3 separate regions of the Mus musculus genome follow, and regions 2 and 3 are each linked to region 1. A link is a contact called in public HiCAR-type and promoter capture Hi-C data. All regions are on one chromosome and are shown on one strand. The core of a region is the stretch at or near the end of the contact, and the rest is flanking DNA. Distances in the headings are between cores, read along the strand shown. Region 1 holds the start of Magee2 (melanoma antigen, family E, 2). Region 2 holds the start of Abcb7 (ATP-binding cassette, sub-family B (MDR/TAP), member 7). Region 3 holds the start of Uprt (uracil phosphoribosyltransferase).

Region 1 (3,354 bases), core at 251-2,750:
AAGTTCCAGATCTTGGCCTCTTTGACACGGTTGCCCATCAGGAAGATCAAACCCAGGATTGGCATCAAGTATTCTTGGGTGGGTCTGCCCAGGCTCTCTAGCATTACTTGTTCTTCTTCTGATTCTGGTTGGGGGACAAGGAGGTAGATGTGCTCACTGGTATCAACCTCAATCAGAGAGAACCCATAAAACAGATCAAGGATTAGAGTGGCTCTGCTGAGGATATTTGGGAACACATCCTGGAATTCTTTGCCAGTATTAGCAAATAGCTCATCCTGATGGATAGGCAGCAACTCCTCAGTGACACCAATGGCCAACTGGACCAATTCATTTGCTTTATCATTCATAGTGTCCTCTGACCAGAACTCTAAGCCAGCAGCCTGGCTTCTCTCTTTGGCTTTGTCAGCTTCCAGAGCTTTGTTATATTCTTCTGGCCAGCTCCAGGGTTCTTCATCATGGGCCTCTGCTACAAACTTCAGGGCTTCCATCTTTGTGATTTCACTGTGAGCTCTAGAGCCCCACAGGAACTCAAATTCAAGGGGATTAGTGCCATATACTGGCCAGTACTCCAAAAATCGCATATGGACAAAGTCAATAGTAAGGAGGTTTCTTGTGTTCCCAAACTGGTTGTTGATCCTCTGAGACCCATCTATCACATCCACCTTTAACAGCAGGTCCCAAATGGAGGCCTCTCTTGCCCGGTTGCCATTCAAGAGAATATGGCCTAGGACCAAGGCCAGGAGACCCGCTTTTGGTATGTCCAGGGTCTCTGCTAGCCGTTCAGTGGTCTGGGGACCTGGTTTGCTGATTAGGTTGTAAGTGTCCATCTGAGGATCAAGGACTCTCAGATTCAACCCAAAGACCCGATCCAGATGAGCTGAGGCTCGTCTGAGTATCTCAGGGAACTGATCTGAGTATTCTTTGAGAAACTCCAGCATTTCTGACTGTCGGATAGACCCCTCATTTTGGCTTTTCATGCGCATGAAATTCACTAAAGCAACCGACCTCTCTTCAAGAGGGTCGTGGACCCTGAGCGCCCCCAAACGTCGGGACTGCTCGTCGATGAGAACCTCGATGTCACTCGGGTCCCGCACAGCCTGGGAAGCGCTGGCTCCCTGTGGATCGTTTGGAATCTCAGGGCCCTGGGGAGCTTCGAGGGCTAGCATGGAGGTGGCAGGCCCGGAGGCATTAGTAGCCTGCATTTCACCCTGGCTGTTGCTGTAATCGGCGGTAGTCTCTGCGCTGCTTTGGCGCGCATTCTGGCTTACCAGAGACATGGTTCCAGGAGACAGGAACGCGAACGCGGAGGTCAGCGATCCGTCGCAGGGAGGATCTGAGGTGTGTTGGCAGCTCAGCTCAGAGCCGAAGCCTGATACTCAGGAGCTGTGCGGTTCGAAAGTGAGAGCTGGCGAGACAGGCGATCCTTTTACAAAAGCAGTAGCCAGCAATGAAGGAAAGCCTAAGAGCACCTAGCTTTGCCGCATCCTACGCAGGCGCACTCAAGCTCTGCAATGTGGTGACCACGCCCCGCTCAGGCTTCCTCTCCCGCCCCCTCCCACTACTGACTGAAAGGCCAGGCTTGCTGTGGGGTTCGAACTTATTAGGGAATCAAATTCGCACAAAGGAACAACGGAGATGAAGTAGAAGAATTAGAGGAAGGGAACGTTTTTCTAGTTTTTCTGCGAGGTATTAAGCACCTTGGTAAGGCTTAATAGAGGATGGGGGCGGTATTTATGATAATTGTAGAGTCATTAAGGCCTCCGCCAACTAAACAGATTATTTCTTGAGACTATGCCCATTTCAGGCACACTGCTTTGTATTTGTGAGATGCATCACTGATTGCTGTGAGGACAAATTGATTATTCCTTCCCATATGGAGCTTGCAGACCATGCATTCTAGGGTTCCTTCAACCAGTGGTGATGCGCGCCAACCCTTTATCTAGCCCTTACTAGGTAACAGACCTAGTGTTTCACTTTTCTCATATTAAAATCACTGAGTCTTAACTAGTCTAAATGGTGTTCATCTTAAAGATGAGAAAACTGGCACAGGGAGGTGAGTTTGACTGTAAAAACTCGGGCAGCTACAAGGGAAAGAGATCCGGCTTGAATCCTTTTATCAGAGCCCAGAACATAAGCACTTTTCTATCACACCATCTGACTTTCAAGGAGTTCTTAGTTCTATTTTATAAACGCGTCTCAGATAAAATTGATGGAAACCAGCACAAGTCAATTTACATATAGCACAAACACAGAAGTAGTGAATGTCAGTTTTGTCTGAAGTGTCTTGGATTGGAGGTAGTTGCTGAAAAAGAGTCAGAGGAGCTGAGCTCTAAGTGATCAGAGGAATGGGAAGAGTTCATGCTTTGCAAGGGTGTTGTAGCGTTTGGTAACATCAAGAAAGGTCCAGAAGTATGAGAATAAAGTATGAGGGTGTGTAACTGCCAGTTATCCATGTCGGCTAGAGTATGGGTGGGAGACAAGGACAGAGGTGGCTAAACAGGAAGGACTGGCTTTTTCCCTGTATGTCAGAACTGTTTAGGGCTGCACACAAGAGTAGGTTTGTACATGTGTATTTGAGGACTGACCCATAGTCCAAACACTCTGGCCAGGAAGAAAGTTGGGTTGCTCTATTTTCTTGGAGTGCTGCCACAGTAGTTAGGCTAAAAGCTCAGTTGTAATCCAGGAATTCAATGAAAGGAAGGAAGGAAGAAAAAATATGTCAGATTGTCATCTGCAGCCACATTTGAAGTCCTTCCACATTCTTGATGGTAATGGTTACTGTTTTACATTCAGTGATCCACTGCCCTGAAATTCCTTCAGAGGCCACTCACTGACATGCACCCATGACATTTTCCACATCTTTCTTTTTAAAATGTACACTCTACTATAATAGAAAAGTAGGAGATACAGGATCAAGTATTTTGCCCAAACTGGGCAAAAGGGACTTGTGTTTACTACACAAATGTGTATTCATGTTCTATAAGACAGAATGTGTGCTGTGTGCTGATCTGTTGATCATGCCTTAGGAGAGTCTTGTGAAAACCAGTGCCCTCTTAGCTGCTGCAACTGTACAACTTGGGTCAGTTTGGAAGGATCTTTTACTCGAGTTTTCCCAGTCTCCAGAAGGTAATGTGTTCTTTGTCTTAGATTGGTGTTTCTCAAAGTAAAACTAAGTTTAGTTTGTTTGTTTGTTTGTTTTAAATCCTCTCTACTTGCTAGAAATAAAACCTCACTCATAGTGGGAGTTGGACTTATTTTTCCCATCTAGTAAAGGGAAGCAACATCAAAAGGAAAAACAACACCTTAACTCTGAAATGATATCTCAGTCCCACTTCTTGGCATTCAATCCCTTAA
Region 2 (3,354 bases), core at 477-2,976, 440 kb before region 1:
TAAAATCATATTGTTCAACAGCTTTAGCTATGTTGTCAACACATCCCAGCCACACCTGGCTATTAAAAACCTGGAATGTGGCTAATAGGCCGAAGAAACTATTTTTTTTTTTTAATTTTAATGGCCGCAACAAGCGAGTGGCTATGAATCTAGAGCATAATGCAAAAAAAAAAATACATTTCATAGCCCATCTCAGTAATCACATTATAGGGAATATGTGAACAAAAGTTCACAAAACTATTCATCCCTTAATATCCGAAAAACCTAGAGTTTCTTTTCTATATTACTTTATTTCACCTAAAAGAAAAAAAAAAGTGCTGATCTAATCACTGACATTCCATAGCATTATAGTACAGACTCTTTCCATCTCTAAAATATTATTCTCTATACTAATAACAAGTGTTCAGGATGCAAACTATGCCAATTACTCTAAACTGATCACTTACATCCATGTATTAAATATCACACCACACTCCACAAATATACACAATTATTTGTCGATTTCAAATATTTTTCAATTTTAAAAATTGTACAATCCTTGTCACTTTATGCCTGTCATCCCAGTACTCGGTAGGCTGAAGCAGGAGGATCACACACTCAAGGCCTAACGAGACTACAAAACAAGACCTTGTCTGTAAAAACCAAACCAAACCTCAACCCTTGAAGGCCTAACTGTATGCTTCTCTTGACTTCTGTTATCTAAACAGTGTTTATGATTATAGTAGTAGTAGACATTAAATATTTGTTGACAGGGAGTCATAATTTAAGAAACTGCTTTCCAAACAAAAATGACAGTATGTTAAGGTTATACTGACGAACACGTGGTGGCAATTAAAATATTGCCAATATATGAGGAAAAAAAACCACAAACTGAAGTACAAGTACCACAGACGATTTTTTAAAACAAACTCTTATTGAATGAGCTAATGGTAGCCAATATTCCAAGGTAGCATAATCACTGCCACACTAAGGGAATGCACAAAGAACGTAATTGAATAGTCATAGCAAAAGATAACAAAGCGTCTGTCTTCGAGCAGTGTACATTTTGGAGAAAAGGATAATTATGGTTTTTGCCTCCGAGGGAGCTCGCCTGTCAGTTGAGGGAGTTAACGTACCAATTAAATGTGCTACTTGTTTATAGGTGGCGTTCTGTCCTGTTGAAGTGCACTCGCAATTGCATACTCCCGCTTTAGTACACTCTGAAGCACGGGCCGCTCAGCACCAAATTCCACGAGGAACTTTTGGAAGCAGCCCCGTCTGCCACCCACTTAGAAAACAAGCGGCAAAGCCCTACAGGACGCCGGCACTGCAGGTGCCCCGTGCCTGAAACCTCCCGGCTCTCTGCTGTCCCCAAACGTGTTCTTCCTCTCCGCCTCCAATTCCTAACCCTAACTTCCTACCCTCGCCGCCACTCTTGAGCTCGCCCTGACAATCTTCCTTAGGCGCGCTCCCTCTGACCTGAGGTCACAAGGGCAACCCTTTCCCTACCAGGTTCCCCTGTCCTTCACCCTGCTCTCCCAAGCGCGCGGCCACACACCTGGGACAGCCGAGCGCTTCCTGACGCGCCGCGCTGGGACGAACTCCATCGCGGGCCTGAGCCGCACATGGAGACTAGAGCCCGGGTCAGAACTGCCGAATGCTTGTGCTTTTCGAAAGCGACCGCCGCGGCTGCCCAGCGCCAGGAATGTATCGCGAGCAGCGCCATCTTGAGCGAGGAAAAAGGAACCGAGAGAGGAGGATTGTGGGACGCCGGCGGACTGAGTGCCGCGGCTTTCATTGCTTTCTCCCCTCCCCCCGCTCGCGCCCGACACCGGAAATAGCTTGTGTCTGAAGATGCTTGTGCTTAAGTAGAGCTTTACTCTTTTTCCCCCCAGTGACTCGGGCTTTTTCTTGCACAGCCCAGACCATCAGACTACCATTGTTCTTCTCTCTTAGCGTTGCCAGATAAAATACAGGATTACCCACTTAAATGTTATTTCAGATAAAAAACAAATGATTGGGATAATTATGTCCCAAGTGTTGCTTTGGTAAATATGACAACCCTATCTTGTCTGCCATTCGATTCCTTTCTTGTCTCCAACTCAATGCCATGCTCCACTCTGCATAACTCTCATTCTCCCTGTGCATTAACGTTGAGGATTAAAGTACAGACAAGTTTTCCCCTGGAGAAGGCTTCACAAGTGAGAGTCGCCGCCTTCATTGTAAAACCTTTTATTTTCCTGATTTGCCTTTGGTCTTTTGCTGTTGGGACAAGGAGCTCTCGGGGTACACACATATTTCATTCCATTAATTTGCCTCCTTGTAGCTCTTCCCTTTGGTTTCTTCAGAGTCCCTTATTTAAAAACTGCTAGGTGGATGGTAAGTGAACATGTTATATAGTAAACTGCATATTTAAAGACACATTTGTATTATTTTGTCAGCACTATAATCAAACCAAATACCATGGAAATATGTTTACAAGTATCTGGGTGGGAAACAATTTCCAAATATAAATGCTACTTGAAAACCTGGAGTCAAGAAGGTACAATTTCATTAATGCATTCTCAAAAATCTCTCCTTAAACACTTCTCTCTCTCTCTCTCTCTCCCTCTCTCTCTCCCACTCTCTCTCTTTCTCTCTCTCTCTCTCCCTTCTCTTTATAAAGGCCTGGCTACTGTGGAACTTGGAACTTGCTATGCAAACCAGGCTAGCCTCAAATTCCAATGTCCCCCTGTCCTTGCCTCTGGATTGCTGGAATTAAAAGCAGGCATAACTACACCAGGCTCATTTTCAAACCTTTTACACAAGGCAGGTAAGTAATCTTGAATTAATTCTGTAGAAGCATTATAAACTAATGAGAGATGTCATGACAAAAGACAAAAGATATATATGGCCCATGCAGCTAGCTTCACTTTCTTCTGAGATCCATATCACTCACCAGGTTTCTGGGGAAGAAGATAATTAGAATTTCAGATTAAAGAGGCTGACTATCCCTCCATACATGTAAAGAAGATGGCTATATGAAAAGAAGGAATTCATAAGAAAACTTTCAGGCTCAGGAGTCCAGAAAGTGTATGGCAAAATAGTAGGAGATGGAACAGGGTGAACAGAAACTCTTGATGGCAAAATAGTAGGAGATGGAACAGGGTGAACAGAAACTCTTGATGGCAATTTTGTCTTAAGAAATTAATGCTGTGTGCTGCAGCTATTGAATGCCTTAATCAGGAGAGTAAAATGATCATACTTGTATATCCATCAAACTATGCTGGATTAACAGTATTTGGCTTAAGAGTTGGAAGTGTTGGATTAGAAAAAGGTTCAGTGGCCCTATAATTAGTCATGAGTTACCATCTGTATGAATAGGAATTGAACCCA
Region 3 (3,354 bases), core at 444-2,943, 370 kb before region 1:
GGGCTACACAGAAACCCTGTCTCAAAAAAACCAAAACAACAACAACAACAACAACAACAAAACAAACAAAAACAAAAAAAGAAAGTATACGAATACAGAAGACAGACTGACATTTGTGCTGTTTCAATTTATTGTTCTATGGCATTGAAAACAGGGTCACAGGATGATGAAACAATGGACAGTTTTGGAGCTGGGTTATCTTTGGTCATGATACAATACTGGGCTTCATTGGATTCCTCAAGAGTATTCATTGACAAAACAGACATTTGTTCTGGCCTACTTGAAGTTAACAGATACAAGTTTTAAGCCCAGAGACCCTTTAATTTGCATTATGTGTTAAGTGAAAAGACTGTACAACCTTTCGAAAGTGTGGGGATTGTGCAGTGACATTAAAATGTCTACACTATAATGATAAATAGTGATGTATAGACTTGGAAGTAGGACACAAACAAATATTGCTTATTTTAATTATTTTTGAGACTAGAGCTTGCTTTATAACTCAGGCTAGCTTTGAACTCTTGATCCTTCCATGTCAGCCTTCAAAGTGTGGGGATTACAGATGTGTGCCTTCATGTCAAGTTAAAACTCTGCATCGTAACAAGCTCTACAATTTTTCTGATACAATGGACATTTGCAAATTATTATTCTAGACTTTCTTGGTGGGTACCTAAACATTTTTAAAAGCCATCCTTCCAAGTATTGTTTGGGAGAACAAACAGTGTAATGAAAATTATGCCATAGTAACATGTGCAATTCAGTGCCCAACCAGTATCAGTAAGAAAAATTTTAGTGGTCAAGCGTACTTAAGAAATGGCATCTTGCCAGTACAGGGGAATACCAGGGCCAGGAAGCAGGTGTGGGTGGGTTGGGGAGCAGGGCAAGGGGAGGGTATAGGGGACTTTGGGGATAGCATTTGAAATGTAAATGAAGAAAATATCTAATAAAAAAGCCTTAATAAGCCGGGTGTGGTGGCACACGCCTTTAATCCCACTCGGGAGGCAGAGGCAGTCGGATTTCTGAGTTCGAGGCCAACCTGGTCTACAGAGTGAGTTCCAGGACAGCCAGGGCGATACAGAGAAACCCTGTCTCAAAAAACAAAAAACAAAACAAAACAAAACAAAAAAGCCTTAATAAAAATAAAACAATACAGAAAGAAAAAAAAAGCTGTTGTTTGTCATCTTAAATTCAGAAAGCTCAATAAATTCCTTACATTTGTATACACACACACACAAACACACACACACACACACACACACACACACACACACACACACACACACACGAAATGACATCTTGTAGAAGAGTCTAGAAAGGCCAGCCTGCTAGCTGTTCTTACTTTGCTTCTTCTGTTACACAGATAAGCCATTAGCTTGAAGATGCAGCCAACTACCCAAGTATGTTTTCTTTGCCAAGACAGAAAGTTAGAAAACAGTGCCTTACATGTGTAATCCACCCGTATCTTTTCTTGGCTCTACCAAAGTTCTGATTGCAAGAAGTCCTAGGGGTTTTCTGAGGACTCAGCAACCAGGGATATCTCTGGTTTAGCCACCTCTGCCAAGCAACTGTGATAATCTCTCAAGCAGGAAAGACTTAAAAGAGTTAACAAACCAGCATGCTGTAGACTGGCAGAGAGATGGGCCAATAAGGTGTCTAAGCCGGCAGTGCGTCTGGTGTGGGCGGGTATGGGCAAAGCGTGCGAAAGGACCGTAGAGGCCTAGGGGTGAGAGGGCAGCCAGGGTTAGAGATTTGGAGGAGCCAGGGGCCAGGAGGACGCACGTGTCCGCATCCTTTTCTTCTTGCCCTTTATCCCTAGGGTTTGATAGCAGCGGGGATAGCTCGGGGGCCCCGTGTATGGCCTCGGAGTTACAGCGTCCGGACTCCATGCCCTGTCACAATCGGCAAGTAAACTCTACTTCTAGCCCAAGTCCCGAGCATCTGCTAGCCGAGGACCGGGTCCTGGATCATGCAGAGGAAAATAACGCTGCTATGGCTAAGCTGACTCTCCTCCCTGGGCACGCCCATTCTAGCGTGCTTTCGGAGCGGGACTCTCCGGCCTGCTGCAGCACTAATCTTCACTCTGAGAACCACAGTGACAGTAGTGACAGTGGCAACTACGATGCACCTGTCGGCGGCGACTCCCTGCTAGGGGACTGTGAACTCTCCCGACAGATTGGGGCTCAGCTTAAGTTGCTGCCTATGAATGATCAGATCCGGGAGCTTCAGACTATCATCCGGGACAAGTAAGCTTAGAGCGGAAGGGAAAAGGGAGCGGAGGGCTGCAGGGTGAAAGTAAAAAGCTTCTGTTTGCATTTGGCACACTGGTCTTTGGGGATTAGAGCCAGGCCTCTTTCTTTGGCCTGTGAGTAGGGAGGGAGTCAGTGAGACACTTCTGTGGCCCCTTCTTAGTTGCTGCGGTTAACATTGCTTTGTTTAGGAAGGAAACCTTTTAGGTAGCCTTCAGCCTCTTCCGGCCTCTTTGTCTGTCTTAAACATGACCAATCCTCTACTGTGCCAGGCAGGTACACACCCCTATGCCATCTGCTCAGTTCCCGACCACGTGGTAAATGTATAACCCAGGAATGGTTACTGCCTGTGGTTATTAACACCCCGACAGCCCAAGCTCACAAAACTAAAGCAATTTCAAGGGAAATGATGTGCTCCGCCAGCCCTCTGACTCAACAGCATTTGCTCCTGCAGTTTGCCATTTTGTTTACTGATTGGGAGTTCAGCTTTACCTGGTTGCCAGAAAGTTTATGATTCCACTCTTATCAAGACAGTTTTACTGAAAACTTACAGAATGTAGTTAACAGCAAAGGTAACCTAAGAACAAGTTGGATCCTCCTAATCCCACAAATCAGTATAGCAAGAACTTGAAAAGTTAAAATATTTTGGAATATGGATTTTCTTGGATAGCTATGTACCACAGTGAAATATAGCTGCCATCTTTCCTTTTTTTCTTTCTCTTTCTTTTCCCTTCCCTTCCCTTCCCTTCCCTTCCCTTCCCTTCCCTTCCCTTCCCTTCCCTTCCCTTCCCTTCCCTTCTCTTGTCTCTTCTTTTCTTCTTTTTAATCAGACAGGGTTTTCCTAAATTGCTGCTCAAACTTTGGCCTCAAACTCCAAGGCACAAGTCAACCTCCCAAGTAGGTGGAACTACTGGACCTGAGACCATACCTGGCTCCTATTGGCAGCTTTAAATGAGCAGCTACGGCTCATTTAAGACCACTGTATTTCTAGCATGTCTTGACATTTAAAAATGCCCTAAAATAAATACGATTTGGCAACCGTTTCTTCATACTCTTGTAGTGGGCTCCAGTGCTTCCGTACTGCAGTTTTCCTGACTCTCACATGCATGCA

The links. Promoter capture Hi-C pulls out the DNA fragments that hold promoters and counts their contacts. HiCAR-type assays count read pairs that join an accessible place to other places.
Region 2: a HiCAR-type map of astrocytes shows a contact between it and region 1, with 3 times the contacts expected there. The contact joins the promoter of Abcb7 here to the promoter of Magee2 in region 1. A contact is called at or near these places in 4 of 39 promoter capture datasets (cranial neural crest, embryonic stem cells, hippocampal neurons and 1 more), 1 of 484 Hi-C or Micro-C datasets (LSK cells) and 3 of 115 datasets of contacts at active chromatin or transcription factors (astrocytes, embryonic stem cells and stem cell-derived neural progenitor cells).
Region 3: a promoter capture Hi-C map of hippocampal neurons shows a contact between it and region 1, with 5 times the contacts expected there. The contact joins the promoter of Uprt here to the promoter of Magee2 in region 1. A contact is called at or near these places in 9 of 39 promoter capture datasets (cranial neural crest, embryonic stem cells, frontonasal cranial neural crest and 6 more), 5 of 115 datasets of contacts at active chromatin or transcription factors (astrocytes, embryonic forebrain, embryonic stem cells and 1 more) and 1 of 9 other capture datasets (embryonic stem cells).

The regions. Positions count from the first base shown.
Region 1 is chrX:104,855,767-104,859,120 of GRCm38.p6, forward strand. It overlaps Magee2 (melanoma antigen, family E, 2), which reads right to left and starts at 1,501. Exons shown (of 1, transcript NM_053206.2): 1 at 1-1,501. The coding sequence starts at 1,277.
Region 2 is chrX:104,412,120-104,415,473 of GRCm38.p6, forward strand. It overlaps Abcb7 (ATP-binding cassette, sub-family B (MDR/TAP), member 7), which reads right to left and starts at 1,727. Exons shown (of 16, transcript NM_009592.1): 1 at 1,538-1,727. The coding sequence starts at 1,705.
Region 3 is chrX:104,481,110-104,484,463 of GRCm38.p6, forward strand. It overlaps Uprt (uracil phosphoribosyltransferase), which reads left to right and starts at 1,694. Exons shown (of 7, transcript NM_001081189.3): 1 at 1,694-2,240. The coding sequence starts at 1,852.